Regions from separate parts of the Sus scrofa genome. Here region 2 is linked to region 1. The links are chromatin contacts, called in public HiChIP or PLAC-seq maps. All regions are on one chromosome and are shown on one strand. Each heading gives the region's core, a stretch centred on a gene start, on an enhancer-like site or on the middle of the called end of the contact. The rest is flanking DNA. Distances are from core to core; before and after follow the strand shown.

Region 1 (3,568 bases), core at 784-3,283:
TCCAGAGAACATCACACATCTCTGTGTCAGATGGGCAGAGGAGGGAAAGACTGACACCTAATCTTCAAAAATCCCACGAGGGAGAGAACATGAATGCATGCATACCCTGACCAGAAGAAGGGGAGAAATGTATTTATCTGAGTCTTCACAAACCTCCTTTTCTGATACCATCTGTTTGAAGTCTTCTCCAAGGCTGTGCAGGTGTTCCTCTCTCAAATGTGGGCTACTCAAGATTTCTTAACTGCTGCCATAGCTGTTTTGCTGGATCTTAAAATAGAATAAAACAAAATAAAAAAGGCAGGTTTTCAGCCCGACTCTGCTACTGTCACCCTACACAGTCAGTGAAACAGCAAGATTTCTTACCGGGAAAGATAGCTGCTCATGTATGTTTCAAGCATTGCAAAGCATTTACAACCGGGAATTCTTGGATAGCCTACTTGAGTCCTATTATTCTCCAGGCCCTATTCCCCAGGCTGTTTTAAATACAGCTCTATTTGCTGCTACCTGGGAGCGTGCTACTTGTCCCTAGGCATTGATACCTGTCTGGTCATTCAACAGTGGCTACAAATGATCCTCCTTTAGTCCCCTTCATCCTATACCATCTCAGGGAAAGACAGGATTTTTTTTTTTCCCCTGGCAGCAGGCAGAAGTTCCCAGGCCAGGGATTGAACTTGCACCATAGCAGTGACCCTAGAGACCGGGTCCTTAACCCACTGAGCCACCAGGGAACTCTGAAAGGACAATTTTAAGATTACAAAAATAACACATTTGGGAAGTTATGAGAATGGGCTCATTAGAGAGCACCTGAGTTTCACTGGCTTCACAGTGTCTGAGAACAAAATGTCACACAACACAGGCAAATGAGTTCTCATAATACCTTAATTAGCATATTCAAATTCATCAAATTGTTGGGGACTGGGGGTTGGCACACAGTTTCATTAGCAATATTTACTAACTATATTTTAAAAGGAAATGGTCATTCTCTTCCAACCACTTGTTATACTCTGGTTCAAGAGAAATTTCTGTTCTGTCAGGATAAACTCCAGGAAGGGTACAAAAGGCACAAATCATTTTTTCAAGAACAAGCATTAACTGAGTACCAACTTTTTAAGCTGCTAAGAATGCAGAAAGGTACATACACACACACATGCACACAAAAACTTCTTTGATCCCAACGGGCTCATAGACTCTTCCCGCTCTGCCCTTCCCACCTTACACACACACACACACACACACACACACACACACAGGGAAGGATCTTTTCTACAGCAAGTTTTCACACGTCACCTCTTTCTTCAACGAGGGGGGAAAAAAAAAAAAAAAAAAAAAAAAGCCTGGTGAAGCCATTATGGAGCAGGTGCGAGGCGCTTGTGACCAGGGACACTATTCTTGCATTTCTGCCATTCCCTGGGGCAGACAAGGGGTGCTTCACCCAAGTGGTGTAGCTAAAATTACGTCAGTACCATTGCCAAATTCTCAGAGATGATCTTCCCCTCAGAAGTTGGGGATGGTGGAGGTGAGGGTGGAGGTCATTTATCCCAACGTTTTACCAGGGAACAAGATGCTCTGGCTCGGACAATGGGAAGGCAGCGAGTGTGAAGAACCCATTTTCCGGGACGTGGTTCCTTGGTCCATATATGAAGTTTGCCCAAATGAGCATTAATCAGGGGACAACCCTACTCTGAGTGAAACCAGGACCAGTCTGCGTCTGCAAGCTCATCAGTGCTCGGACACTGACCCGGCAGCAAGGGGGCTGAAGCCCGGCTAGCATAGAGGACCGAACCCACTCGGAGCATCCGATGCCCGTGAGAAGCAAAGAGGAGAGCCAGGATGCCAAATTTCCCCAAGACAGAGAAGTAGTCCTTTCACAAAGCACCTCAGAGGAAAATACAGAGCCCCGGCCCGAAGGTTCCGCAGAACAACGCGTCAGGGAGCCACACTGCAAAACATTCCCCCAGCCCGCCTGGGCCCGGGCCTCGCCCGCAGCTCTGGCGCAGGCGTAGTCGCGTCTTGCTCCAGCCCCCTCAGTGCGCATGCTCCGCCGAGCTGCTGCGCTCCCGGCCGGCGGCGGTGGCAGCGGCGGTAGCGGCGGAGGAAGTTCTCGCTTTGCACTCCACCCCGGTAGCAGCTTTGGGGCCGAGGACAGCTTCCTCTGGACGCTCGGTGGGCTTAGCTGCAGCCTCACGGCGGTCCGACGGGATCATGGGGTTGCCCAAGGGGCCGGAGGGCCAGGATCTTCCGGAGGTAAGGAACCTCCCCTTTCCCTGACACGTCGGGGTATTTGAAAGTGGGCCGAGCTGGCGGGGCCGCAGGCTCTTGGGGTTCCCGCTGCGTTTAGGGCGCCCCGCCCCCCTCCTCAGGTGTGTTCACCGCCCGGGGCACACACAGCTAGGGCCCGAGCAGGTCCCCCAAGCGTGAGTGTGGGCGGGGACAAACTTCTGCGGGTGCCGGGTCTCCTGGGACGGAGGGAGCCTTCCCAGCCCAATACCTGCCCCGACTCAGCCCCAGGCGCCGCGGGGCCCGGGGTCCCACCTCTCCCCCTTTCCGGGGCAGTCTCCCCCCTTACCCGCGCCGCACGGCTTCCGCTGAGAACCCTGTCTGCTGCGCCCAGGAGTCACGAGACACGCGCTGGGACGGTCCGGGCTCGGGTTGTGCAAAGGGCGGTGACCTTGTGGCGCCCGCCGCAGCCTCCTGGGGCCCACGGGGCCCCGGAGGCCAGCACTCGCCGCCTTGGTGTCGGGGGAGAATGCCACTCTGTATTTGCCCCCACCTCCGGCCCGGCCGGCAGGAGGAAGTTTGGAAGCCTTGCGCGCACTGGGTTTTGGCCGGGCGGGTCAACGTGCCGCGGTGTCCCGAGTGGCCACGAGCTCGCTGGTGGTGCTCAGTGGCCAGGCGGAAACGCCACTGCTTCTCCAAAAGATAACGGGTGCTTTTCCTTCCAGATGTGTTTATTATTAAGTACTCGATCCTGAGGGACAGTATGATCCTTGGTTTCTGGATTCACAGGTACATTGGCTGGAAAGACAGGAAAAGTGCATTTCCTTTTGGCAGCAAAAGTCACTTAGCTCGGTGGTTTGCATCTGTCTTCTATTCCAGTGGATTTACTCAAGAGCTAGTCTAGTTTACTAGATTCTTGCAAGAAATGGAATGCACACGGCACCTCTGTCCTCCTGCTAAGGTTCTGAGGCAGGCATTTGGCCAGGAGAGTGGATTCCTTTACTTGGTGCATGGCCTGGGTCTCTCAGAGTCAGTGGCCAATCTTGTTTCTTTGCTCCCCTCCCCATATCCTCAGTTCTTAAATGTCACTAGTACCCACTAATTAAGGAAGCACTGTTCTGTACATAAAAGCTAGAGAGGTAGTGATTGGAAGGATAGGCTTATCTATCAGTGGGTGCTCTCAGAATGCACATCTGTTTTGTTGTTATCTTAGGAAAACCTAGTAAGTGTAATTTTGTTAGAACCCTTGTATTAGGTAAAACCTGATATGCACGTTGCTTTGATGGGACCAGAGATTGTAAAGGATAGAATCTGTACTTTGAGGTGATTTGATTTAAATTTTTCTTTCTTG
Region 2 (3,480 bases), core at 240-2,739, 1.3 Mb before region 1:
GATGGGAATACCTGGTGATAACCAGTAAAGTCCTTCCCAAAGTACGATTTGAATTCTGCTATCTGAACTACCCAGAAACTAAGATCATTGCAGGATCTGTGAACCCCATCCAGGGTCTGTGGGAAACCCTTCCCAGCTAAAACCCCAGGGGCTGCCTGAAGAGTAGGGCCTTGGGTGGGTTTGAGAGTGAGGTTCCCACAGATTAAAGAGTTTCAGCACCAACCAAAGCTGCTGAACCTGCCTTGATGACTAGGGGCCCTACAACCTCATCTCAGCATACCTGTATTTATGTCACCCACGGTCGCTTGTTTGTAGTGGCTGTAGATGAACAGCATCTCATCATCTGCTGGTTTGGTCTTAAGGTTCTTAACTTCCTCAGCAGCTTTCTCAAACTCCGCCTAAATCAAGAGAGAGGTCAGGTCTGAATAGAGCTCGGTAATGGGGATAAAGGAGTTGGAAAGGCAGCATTCCTCCTGCAGCGCAGCTGAGGAAAAGCAGTCTTTCCTTATCTCAACAGGGCAGCTAGAGGTTCAGCAAAAACCAGGAGGGAAAGCACATCAGTTCACTCATTTGAAGGACAACTAAGTACTGGGCTCTCTCACTGTACCAGGTATCAGGTGCTGGAAACAAAGATGAAGTGGGCAGGCTAAGGACGTCTGCAGTGGGCATATGCTTCACAGAAAAAGCAGAGTGGCCAACTAGTTGCCTGGCCACCACCGGGCCAGACAGGGGGAATCTCACGATAGCCCTGACTTGAGGACTCCGTGTTTGAAACAGCTGAGAAAGGAAATGGGCTTGAGCGCGCGCGGTGTCTGAGGCCCGAGCCCGATGGCTCCCTCCCCTGGGCGCAGGGCATCCAGCGCCGACCTCTGTCCCAGTGCCCGGACTGGAGAGTGGGGAGAGAAGCCAGCGGTCGCCCACACTGCTAGCTCCCAGAAAAACATCCGCAGTTAAAGGAAAGCAAGGCCTCTAGGTCACCCTTTCTTAGGCCGCGACCCGCCCCTTGCCTATCGCTAGACACTCGTCCCCTAATTGCCCTGACCTCCAGGCTCTCAACCATAGCCTCCTAGCTTCCTTATTCCTGACATGTCCTTCCGCATGGGGCACTCGGTTCCCTTACTCTTCAATCCACGTAACCCATTAGATCCCATCTATTTAGGACCCTCGCCTCAGATCTCAGTTCCTACTTTACTGCGAAGTCCTTCTCTTGGGCAACTTTCCAGCAGTTGTGGGCTGAGTAGCGCCGTTGGGAGTCCAAAACTCTTTTAAGTTCCATTTTCAGGGCTTGGTCCAAAGAGTCAGGGCTGGGCAAGGAAGGGTCCATGAAGAAGGGCAGAGCGCGGAAGGGAAAAACCTTGAGAGGTTATATCTGCGGATGCTCCCTCTTAAGCCTCCCGCCCCGCGACAGCTTTGCAGCCAGGCGGGGCACGCGTTATACCTGAGACATGCCGGCAGGGCTGCAAGGATTCCAGGGAGCTCGCGGAGGCGGTGAGGAGCCGGAAGCAGGCAGCACAGGACTCCACCTGCAGCGCCTTTAGAAGCTCAGCCGCAGGCCTTCCCCACTGCGCTCGGGTGAGCGAGAGGTAGCCAATCAGGAGCCAGCTCTACGCTGGGGGCGTGCCCAGTCTCGGAGCGCAGCTAGCCTCGCCAGAACCCTTGGATGTTTTCTGGCGCACGCGCAGCAGGGAGGAGCCTAAGGGGACGCCGGGAGCAGGTGGGGACCGCGGAAGTAGGGCGCGTGGGGTAGTGAGGGCCAGCTGTATAGAGCGGGCTTTCGGTCTTTGGCCATTGTGGGGAGTGGTCGGCAAAGCAGAGAGCGGAAGCCGAATAGCTGAGGCTTTTAAATTTGTTTCATTAAGTCTTGTGCCCGTTGTGAAGAGGCCGGAAGTTGCACTGCTCGACTAGCAACCTCTCAGGATTGGGGTGGGCAACTGGGCCCCTCCTCTCTCTGGGGACCGGAGGAAACCCTCTGGGACCGTCCCTGGAGAATCGCGCGAGAAGTGGCAAGCTGGACTGGTACCCAGAAAGGTGAAGCCGAGGCCTCTTCCTCTTGAACTTTTGGCATGTTCTGTGACGTGCTGGTGGCCGTAATTTGCGGTCCCCTTTTGTTTGTGTGCAGTAATGCATTTGATGTATTAAAGTCAGGGCCACTATCTTACTTGACTTGGCCTAAAATAGGTGCTTAGCAAATATTTGTTAAGTAAATAAATATTTCCTTCATTTTCAAGTGCTTGTTGAACTTTTGTCTGGTAACATTCCTGTTCTAGACCTTGGGGATTCAGCAGTGAATAAAACAGATAAAATCCCCGTATTCCTAGACCTTACACTGGCGATAATGTTAATAAAATCAGTTAAATAGACGGGATAGAAAGTTGAAAGTTTGCAGTTTTACATGGTGCGGGGGTGTGGAGGATTAAGGGACAGTAACATTTGAGAAAGCCCTTCTAGGATAAGAGGGAGCATTCCAGGCAGAAAATTAGTGTAAAGGTGTGAGCAGAGAGTGAAGGTAAGATAGGAGATGAGAGTGGAGAGTTAATCATGTGGCAGGCTGGCTAGATGGTGCAGAACGTGGCCTTTGTAGGCCTTTGGCTATTTATTCTGAGTGAAATGGGAAGTTGGAGGCTTTTGAATAGAAGACGAGACTGAAGCGGGCAGCTTTGGAAATTTATGGAGATTGGTGTTCTCCATGAGAGAAAGAAGCAGCACAGGTGATGGGAAAGTTTGAGGGTAATGCCTAAGAGACTAAAGGGAGAACTTACTGGCAAGTTACAAAGGAGCTGGGTGAAAGGAAATTGATTTTCATTCTCTGGGGATCTTAAAAAAAAAAAAAATCATTCCTCTTCAATTCCCAATTTGTGACAAGAGGAGTGAGCTACAAGTCCCCCATGCCTCCCACCGTTAATTTACAGCAGTAGGTTTACACTAAGGAAAGGCCAGGTGGAAGCTTTCAGATGTTACTTTCCAATAACTTAATGGAGGCCAGGCTTTATAAAATGAGAAAAAGCAGAGATGCAATAGCAGGGAACACATCTAGAGTCTTTAGTCTATGAATAATTTTGAGAAAAAGTAAAAAACCCAAAATCTTGGAATTAACTTTGGTGAAATTACCTTTGAATTGGAAGAGATGTGGGTTTCTTCCAAAATGACAATTCAGAACTTTTTTTTGCTCTGAGGCCCAGATGAAGCTGGGATTCACTTTTGGTTGGTCATTTGGCGCTTACAGCTTCCTTGATGGAAATTCACATTATTGCCTGTGTGGGTTAGATTTGCAGTCAGATGTATCTTGCAGTAAGTATGTTTTAACAGGAGGTTATTGTATTTGACACATTTGAAAAGGTTAGGTACCTCTGATAATTTTCTTTATATTCCTCCAAAGTTGGTCGGTGTGATTATGTTTGGACTGAAGTTAGTTATTGCAGAAAGCAAGGTTAGTGTTTTAAATTAACTTGGCAGTCTGCAGTGTAAATGGAGTTGATTTGT

What was found. HiChIP or PLAC-seq counts read pairs in DNA pulled down with a chosen protein or histone mark.
Region 2: a contact with region 1 is called in an H3K27ac HiChIP or PLAC-seq map of alveolar macrophages. The contact joins the promoter of DBI here to the promoter of CCDC93 in region 1. A contact is called at or near these places in 1 of 5 promoter capture datasets (liver) and 2 of 2 datasets of contacts at active chromatin or transcription factors (alveolar macrophages and skeletal muscle).

Annotation. Positions count from the first base shown.
Region 1 is chr15:23,592,211-23,595,778 of Sscrofa11.1, reverse strand. It overlaps CCDC93 (coiled-coil domain-containing protein 93), which reads left to right and starts at 2,033. Exons shown (of 24, transcript XM_001927273.5): 1 at 2,033-2,244. The coding sequence starts at 2,203.
Region 2 is chr15:24,893,584-24,897,063 of Sscrofa11.1, reverse strand. It overlaps DBI (diazepam binding inhibitor, acyl-CoA binding protein), which reads right to left and starts at 1,489. Exons shown (of 4, transcript NM_214119.1): 1 at 1,439-1,489; 2 at 281-398. The coding sequence starts at 1,447. C15H2orf76 (UPF0538 protein C2orf76 homolog) reads left to right here and starts at 1,620. Exons shown (of 8, transcript XR_001301352.2): 1 at 1,620-1,714.